2 separate regions of the Hordeum vulgare genome follow, and region 2 is linked to region 1. The links are chromatin contacts, called in public Hi-C maps. All regions are on one chromosome and are shown on one strand. The core of a region is the stretch at or near the end of the contact, and the rest is flanking DNA. Distances in the headings are between cores, read along the strand shown.

What was found. Hi-C and Micro-C count contacts between places; a contact is called where the count stands out from the background.
Region 2: a Hi-C map of leaf shows a contact between it and region 1, with 4 times the contacts expected there. The contact joins two enhancer-like sites. A contact is called at or near these places in 2 of 6 Hi-C or Micro-C datasets (both in leaf).

Annotation. Positions count from the first base shown.
Region 1 is chr7H:211,630,873-211,635,443 of MorexV3_pseudomolecules_assembly, reverse strand. No RefSeq gene overlaps it. Among protein-coding and RNA genes, the nearest start is that of LOC123414437, 9.6 kb to the right of the region's middle. Within about 2 kb of position 3,258, at least 1 of the 3 cell types and tissues checked has open chromatin away from gene starts, as enhancers often do. A contact at or near this core is called in leaf, where this site is marked.
Region 2 is chr7H:211,748,655-211,753,318 of MorexV3_pseudomolecules_assembly, reverse strand. No RefSeq gene overlaps it. Among protein-coding and RNA genes, the nearest start is that of LOC123414437, 130 kb to the right of the region's middle. Within about 2 kb of position 2,303, at least 2 of the 3 cell types and tissues checked have open chromatin away from gene starts, as enhancers often do. A contact at or near this core is called in leaf, where this site is marked.

The sequences.
Region 1 (4,571 bases), core at 2,009-4,508:
GAATCCTTCCAAGTGCATACGGGTTGTCGAGTGGATGGAAATGTAATCCGAGTGTTTTCGTACCGAGTGACTTTTAAGTGCCACCTTCATCCAGTCGGAATCTTCTGTCTGGCTCTTGGCCTAATAATGATGTGCCCTTGGGTAGGACATTTAGGTCAGGCATGTGACCCTACCCTAGGTACATATCCCCATCACTCCTCCAATCCTACTCCTAGTAGGATTCCCCTTTCACTTGGAAACCTTTTCCACCTTCTGTATTTTTCCCTTATTTTCCACTACAGCCGCATGGGCCCTTAGAGGTGGCTTCGGCCAGCCCACCAGGGGTTGGTTTGCCTCTTCGCTTGGCCCATGTAGCCCTAGGGTCATCACACCCATCCTGGTGATCCCCTGGCACCCTCCCGGCACTCCCGATACACTACCGATGACGCCGAAACCTTTCCGGTGACTAAAACAGGACTTCCTATATATCAACCTTTACCTTCGGACCATTCCGGAGCTCCTCGTGACAGGATCTCATCCGAGACTCCAAACAACCTTCGGTAACCAACACCTATAACTCAACTATACCGAAACGTCATCGAACCTTAAGTGTGCACACCCCGCGGGTTCGAGAACTATGCAGACATGACTGAGACACTCTCTGGTCAACATCCAATAGCAGGACCTGGAAGTCCATATTGGATCCTACATATTCTACGAAGATCTTTATCGGTTTAACCTCTATGTCAAGGATTCAGTTAATCCTGTATGTAGTTCCCTTTGTCCTTTGGTATGTTACTTGCCCGAGATTCGATCGTCGGTATCTCTATACCTAGTTCAATCTAGTTACTGGCAAGTCTCTTTACTCGTTCTGTAATACAAGATCTCGTGACTAACTCCTTAGTCACATTGCTTGCAAGGCTTATTGTGATGTTGTATTACCGAGTGGGCCCCGAGATACCTCTCCGTCACACGGAGTGACAAATTCCAGTCTTGATCCATGCCAACCCAACAGACACCTCCGTAGATACCTGTAGAGCACCTTTATAGTCATCCAGCAACGTTGCAACGTTTGATACACACAAGGTATCCTCCGGTGTCCGGGAGTTGCATGATCTCATGGTTATAGGAATAGATACATTGACATGCAGAAGACATTAGCAACAAGCTGACATGATCATATGCTACGTTTATAGTTTGGGTCTTGTCCATCACATCATTCTCTCAATGATGTGATCCCGTTATCAAGTGACAACACTTGTCTATGGTCAGAAAACCTTGACCATCTTTGATCAACGAGCTAGTCAACTAGAGGCTTATTAGGGACAGTGTGTTGTCTATGTATCCACACATGTATTTGAGTTCCCAATCAATACAATTCTACCATGGATAATAAACGATTATTATGAACAAGGAAATATAATAATAACCAATTTATTGTTGTCTCTAGGGCATATTTCCAACACGATTGCGGCTTTGTATTGGCCGTTTGGATTGATTCTTGTCGAAAACTCGAGCAACTACGGAGGAGCTCGTTACAGCGGCGAAGGAGAAGCTCCTGGTTCGAGCCAGCGATGGACGAGCTAGCTTTGTGCGCTGTTCTCGACGCTAGTGGTTTCGTATTTGGCTGCTTCGTGCAGTGGACATGGGCGAGACGGAGAAGAAAACTTGAGAAAGAATATAAAGTGGATATTCGATTTTATAGTTTAACTTTAAGGGTTCTGTTCAGTCGGAGCATAAACCGGTCCTTAAAACACGTTTTTCACTAACTAAAAACCACGTTTTCAGTTCCGCGGTTTAAGGGATAGAGCATCTCCAGCAGACCCCTTATAACGCCGACCTGTAAAACACGTTTACACTTCGCGGAAAAACGGCTTTACGGGCCGGCGCGACGAGGACAGAGTCAGGCCCTACAAAATGAACCTGTAAAAAAGAATATTCATAGAAGATGCCCCTTTACGGGTCGGTTCGAGCTGCGGGGGAAGAGATCCCTTAAACTTAAACTGTAAATCAAACTTTTTGCTTACATTTGTTCTCCACATCTTCTTCTTCCTGTGCACTTGTCCATGGTCAACTAAATGTGTTCCTAAATACGGAGGCTTCGTCCACGAATCCATCTAGGAGCGAGCTAGCTAGCTAGCTCATCCGTCCACAAATCCATATCTGGTGTCCACGAATCCGTTCAGGAGCTAGCTAGCTAGCTCCGCTCATGGAATCCATCCAGGAGCCCGGAGCTAGCTAGCTAGCTTCCGTCGCCGACGTCAAATCCGGCTAGGACGAGCAGGGTGGCCGCGAGGACGGGCGGCCGGCGTTCGGGACATCCGGGGCGGCGTACGCTGGACGTAGACAGCAGATGCGAAAGTTGTTTCCATGACAGTTGGGCTCCCGCCAACTGGTTCCTCTCGGTACAAGGCACCGTAAAAGCGGACGCGAAAACTGTGTTTTTACAGATTGGGAGGAGCTTTTTACCGCGTCCCGCAAAAACATTTACGGATCCGACAAGTTTGGAGGGTCTGATCCGGCAACTTTTTTTCGTACAGACCTGTATTTTGACGGTTATTTTGCGAGTCGGGCATTATATGGGGTGATGCTCTAAGGGATCGGTTAGAGTTGCCCTAAGATCCTCAAAATATTAAGCTATAACATGTGAATTATTTGAAGCATTAGATTCAAGTTGAACGGCTAGGATCCGAATCAGCCTCTCCCTTAGGTTTGGCCTGATGCTATAGATATATGAGTCTAGAAGTGACCGTGCCTGTTATCTTCATTACTCTGCCTTTTTTGACAAGGATGCTACATGTTACTTGAAGCAATGCAAGTGCTGCAAGAAAAGTACCTTGAATGACAGGAAGTACAAACTCTATTCTCCAATCTCCATCATAACTGAAAGGAAATAAAGAAGAAGAAATTACGGCTGCCTTTTGTTCATCCTGTGTTCATACATGGTGCCAGCCAGCTTCATGTTCTCTCCCCTTGCCTTTTGATCTAGTCTTCTCACACATTTTACACCAAGGCTGGGTAGTCTAGTCTAGCCAGGGCAGTGCAGGACTGCAGGCCGCCAACGTACGCGCGTACAATCATGTAGTTATTGGGTTGGTCAAAGGGATTGCTTCTGATTGAGAGTAGGATATACGGTGAGAAAGTTCAGTTATCTTTTCAGTTTGCCTTTCCATCTTTCTTTTCCAGCCAGTCTCATTCTTTGCCTTGCTCTGGAGCTAAACCCCTGAAATATTCTTCCTATCTCGTTGCCGTTTCAATCTCTATCCAATATACAAAGAAGCATGCAGCCACAAAGAAGCGACCCCCTCGTGCCTACCTGCGACGCGTGAATCATGATTTGGGACTATATTCCACTTTAGTGAAAATCCTGCCGCCCGTTGAAAAAGAAAATCCAGCAAGCAACTGCTTATGTGCAAGCATATGTCGTGACCTAGATGATCAGGACTTGCTGTCTTGCTTTTCTATGATTAAGTAATAGTTAGAGTTGCTATCTGTCAGGCTGAAGTCTAGGACAGTTGTAAGGCACATACTGGATGTGATTCTCATCCTGCTTTACAAAATAGACCTAAATGGCTTAGTTTCTTGGGCTGATCATGACTTTAAGCAGAGGGTTTTAAGCTCTCTTTCTAACTAACAAATCACACCTGTTGGAATTTATTAGTCCCTTCAAGTCATCAATATTAATATTATGCGGTCAATTATACAACAGGGCAAGCTACCACTTAGCTTGCAGCATCATAAAGTAAGTTAATCCTCTGTCATGTGATCTGCTTGTGTGCTTGAAGAAGCAAAGGCTACATATCCACTTCAGTACCAAACTGGCTAGTTAGTGCCTTGCAACCCATCTAGTCTAGCACAAAACACATACAATGAAAAATAACTCATTTAGGGCGCAGAGTCAACGAAAATGCTATCTTTGACATGGTTCCACATTATATTTTATTTTATTTTTAAAAAAGGAGGATGATCCCCGGCTTCTGCATCTCGAAGATGCATGCAGCCATTTTATTAATTATGCACAAAGATCTTATAAAGCAATACATCAATATATCTGAAGTCGCCCTCTTGACAACATCTATCGCTAGTTCTATCCAATGATGAAGGGATGCAGGAAGTGTGAGTCACATACCCAGACCTCTCACCTAGCCTAACATCTAAAGCCGGAGTGCCCGACCGAGCCACATACCGGGTCAGGGGCACAAACCGGTCGAACGCACCCTCATAGGTCGTCGCCGCCGCTTTCCATCAATCCATCTTCAGAAGAGTTACTGACGCATCGACCTTGCAAGGCCTGCCGTCGATGCACCCACGGCGCCAGACAACGCCTCCTCCCTACGCGCGCTCATCATCACGCATCCGTCGCCGAGACATTGTTGCGCCTCGCCGCCGAGACTCCACGACATCGATGTGTCACAAGGAACGCCGCTCCACCGTAGATGCCGACCAATGATCCCTCGAGCCCGTGTGAACACTAGAATCTAAAAAAATAACAAAAAAATAAAATTGAATTTGTTTAACAAACATGATTGACTGTTCTATTCATGTGTGAATTTTCACGTAAAAATGACATGCATGGTGGTTGTTCTATGTGA
Region 2 (4,664 bases), core at 1,054-3,553, 120 kb before region 1:
AAGCATTTTCATGATACAATTGACACTCTTGGTTAGCTAATGATCACGTTGATTTTTCGAAGGTAGCTTCTTCCTTGCGGTTTCTTTGAATTGGAAGTTCATCTACTTTTTCTTCAATGGTTTTCTGACTTTTCTTGACAAACTTGCCATGGAAGCTACAACTAAATCTTTGTTCAATGTCAACCATCTATCTTGTGTTGAAAAGAGCACGCGTCGCTATGTTTGTGCAGCCATGCGTTTTCTTTCATCCAACTTATAAAGTGGTAGCTATGTTATCAAATAGAATGCAAGAAAGCTCTCACAACATTTAACTTGCGAAATAGAAGATGATTTTCCAAAAACCGCCTCTATTCGTTGAGTGCAACCACTTAGTTTTAAATACATCAAGGATCAAAACTCACCAACTGAATTCAAGCAGGTCCTAAACTGTTTTACTCATGAAGGTTATATCTAGTTATGGTAGTTGAATCCTGCGAGCGAAAGAGTAAGTTCACGTAAGGTCATTCTCATGTGTCTTTCTGTAGGAAATCAAGGAACGATTATCGAAAAAATTATATATTACTATTGATGTCCTATAATTGCAAAGAAATTCTAACTTCCACTCCAATCCCTTTATTTACTCGTTTGTGTACGGACGCGATGGCATGTTATTACTTGCAATATGAGTCCTTCCTTCAAAATTTACCATGGTTTAAACTCTTTGTTTTTGCACCATTAGTACTATCAAATATCCAAGTTTTCCTACCTAATAAACATTCGAAATTACATGTGTACTTTTTTTGGAAAAAGGAGGTTAAACCCGAGTCTCTGCATCAATTGATGCATGTAGTCATCTTTATTAATTATTCCATAAAGGTCTGACAAGAATATATATCAATCCACCCGAAGTTATCACTCACACACCTACAAACTCAATAACTTGGAGTGCTCTCACTCTCCACATCTAAAACTGGTGTCGTCGCCAATCCATCCACATAACATATCGGGACCAACAGCCGGTGTAGCAGACTTATAACGCACATCACATGCACACGTTTAGAAGCACCCATCATCATCGGACGACTGATCCATTTTCAGGAGAGAGATCCACATCTTCCTTGCTAGTCTGGACATCCGCCGACGCCACCACGGCGTTAAACGGCGCCACTGCCCTGTGCTAATCCGTCTGGACGTGAAGACTTTGGAAGAACTATCATGCGTAGCACGTGTCAACTAGACATGACTTAATGTAGCACCTATCGGCCAGGCATGACTTGACAGCTCGGTCAAAGCTCCGTGCAAGACAAAGACGTTCCACATCCTGCCGATGTCATCCAGTGATGCTCCACAAACGACGCTCCCAAGAGAGAAACAACACCGTGGTACCGCCATCATCCGATCTGGAAAACCAGATCTCAGGGTTTTCCCTCGAAGTTGTTCCCACCACCAACAACCGTCAAGGAGGTACGCAATGCCCACGACCACTCTGCCCTCAAGAGGACGCCTTCAGGAAGGTCATGATATCAAGGACGCCACCGCCGCCCACCGGAGTTTGGGTTTTCACCCGAGAGTCAGGGTGGGGGAAGTGGAGGAGTAGATGTAGACCGACGTCTCCAAGAAGAACGACGCCTTTGAGTGTCGTCGTCGTCGGTGCGGCCGGCCAGGGCCGACCAAGCGGTTTCCCTCAATCTAGATCTCCTCCACCAACTTCATACACGACCACCATCCAAGGGCCCGGCAAGCCACGTCGGCACCGTCAGGAACCCGCAGGAGAGAAACACAATTATCAGGGTCCGAGGCCGCGGCTAGATCACGCGCCGCCGGCCGCCAGAGCATCCACGCCAGGCACTGGTCCATGGAAGATCCATCGATCGTCCGACCAGACCACCGGCACCACAACAACCCCATCGCTCGCCACAACATGGAGGGGCCTGGCCGGAAGGGCCGCCATCCCAGATCCAATCGCTCTCTAGTGCAAGGCAGAGCAGCAAGGGCCCCACCGTCGCAGTCCCCGGCTGCGCCATGGGCTTGCCCGACGCCAACCTCATGCGGCAGCGAGGGAGGGAGGAAGAGGATGTGGTTACGCCGACGGCGGGAAGGTGATCACCCCGAGTCGCCCGAGAGGGGGGAGAGGGTGTTAATCCATAACCACGGCAGATGAGTACAGCTTAATGTCTAATTACCTCAGTACTGAAAAGAACTAAGTGAAAAAAAGGATGATGGCACGCTTACACAAGATCCACCTCAGCAGTAGCACCACCTGGCCTCTAGAGAAGCACAACAGCACTTGAAAACGACGCGGCACAGCTAGTGGCCTAGTGCTCCATACCCACACGTTGCGTTCACACATGAGTGTATTGGGTTTGGCGCGCTCTCTCTCTCCGTATGTGTGTGTGTGTGAGTGTGTTTCTCCATCTCGTGTGCCACTGCTTTCTCAAAAAGAATGAGCAAAAAGGGCCCAATCATTAGTTGCTTATCCCTCTATCCGGCCTCTTTGGCTGATCTGGTTTGCCCCTGCCTGAAATCAAGGAGTGAAGTACTCTACACAACTGTCGGTGCTGCACTTCTGCTTCATGATTGCATATAGAGGAATCAAATAAGGGACTTTATGTACATAATGATGTACAATTAGATGTGTGTATTATTTTCTGTCTAGCTTTCCTACTACTCCCTCCGTTTCAAAATATAAGACATTTTAGAGATTTCATTAGAAGACTACATACAGAGCAAAATGAGTGAATCTACACTTTAAAATATGTCTATGTACATCCGTATGTAGTTTATAATGCAATCTTTAAAAGGTTTTATATTTAGAAACGGAGGGAGTAGTAACAACTAAGCATGGTTGTACCAGTTGTTTTGGCATGCACTACCACAACATTAGACTATTGCCTTTTCAGCACCATTTTATAACTTCAATATACCAAAATTATCAGATAAAAAAAGTATCTTTTCCAGAACCCGAGCTCTCACACTTAGAGTGGAATTACAACGTGAAGTGTACGGATGTAACCTAAGATCACGTAGCCTATTCTCCATACAGATCCATGCATTTACCCAAAAAGGCAAACCAAACCAAACCAGTGTGCTATATTGCTTTCCTGAGCTCTTGGACGAGACAAGCAAAGCAACTCCCGCGCTTACCCTGTAAGCTACATGATCCAAGTGACTATCAAATCGTGATTCGTGGAGAACCTGCGACCTAAATGATTAGCATCAACCAACTATACCTTTTCCGGCGTCGGAGTAGGAAAATCATTTGGACATAATCCATCGATCTGCTGCTCAAAGTGATCACACCGAATGACCCAGATTACGAGACTGGTCGATCATGATAACAGAAGGGAAAGAAGAAAAAGACCAAACGTGTTGTCATAGTTGAACAGTACTTTGCATGGCTAGGAACCTTTTAGTTCATGTATATCACCTTTCGTGGTCATGAGGTCTCTTTTGAAGGAATATTTGCACAGCAATGCTACACATACATAACATTACATGGGTTTTACATATAGATGAATTTTGATTGGAGATTAAGGGGAATGAGGGCCCCACTCCCTTGAAAATCAGGGGAAGTGGTTAGTTAGAAAGAAAAAATCCTAATCAACGTGTAACCTTATGTAACTATTTGTATGTCTAGCATTTTCGATATTTGCAGGGGCACGCACATGCAGAAACGCATGCTGCCGTTCATCTGCACTGTCATCCGTGCATTTGTTTGGACAGAAAATGGTTAAAAAATCAATGGAAATTATTTAACTATCTAATTATGGGACAATATATATGTTTATTTTATTACATGCTTTATAATGGTTGGCATTTTTATCATTCGTTTGTCAACGTTGATCTGACGGTGATAAAATAGTTAGACTTGCTAGTACTACTTCGTAAATACTCGAAAGTACTAATATCGGTGAGGTCAGTACTGAAATTTGTGGGGGCCCTTTTCTTAAGTCAAGGGTAAATTAGTCCATCATTTTTTCTCTCGCCGCCCCTCATATTCCTCTCCTTGCGAGCCGCCCTGTCGCCAATCCAGAACCGTCATCGCAGCCCTCTCCGCACTCTCCTCTTCCATTTCCCCTCCTCTCCTCTTCCATTGTCAGACATCCACAATCACAATGGAAGACGAGTACGTGAAGATCTCCGACATCGATGAGGTAAAGTTAGCAAGCCCGAGGAAGATTGGTTCTTGGTTTGACAACAAGCAGCAGTTAGCAGCGACCGTGCACTTGATGAGAACACGTTTGAATCCGAGTGAGAGAAAGTCCATCCACCCACGGGAGTCGCGCGGCTGCACACAGAGCTCATCCTCTGTTCCATGGAGCAGGCGGATTCACCGATTGCGCGTGAGGCGGAGGTGGTGGCATTATCGATCCAAGATCGAGCATGCGGACGATGAAGAACCACAGAGAAGCTACAAGGTGCCGTTTGTGATGGTGGCATTGATCGAAGAGCCGGTGGAGTCTTCCTCCACCAACCACAAGAGAAGGAAAGAATTTGCCACGACGTTGCTTCCCCGCCGTTCTCCGCGCTTCCCTTGTCGTTCTGCTCACCTCATGGGGCAGCGGTCTGCAGCCAAGGAATAGTAAGCTTCGCACTCAATCTAATTTTTCTTCTCTTCATGCTTACAATCATGGTGTCAGTGTTCAGATACAAGTTTTAGTGTATTTGGATGTGAACTCTTCTGC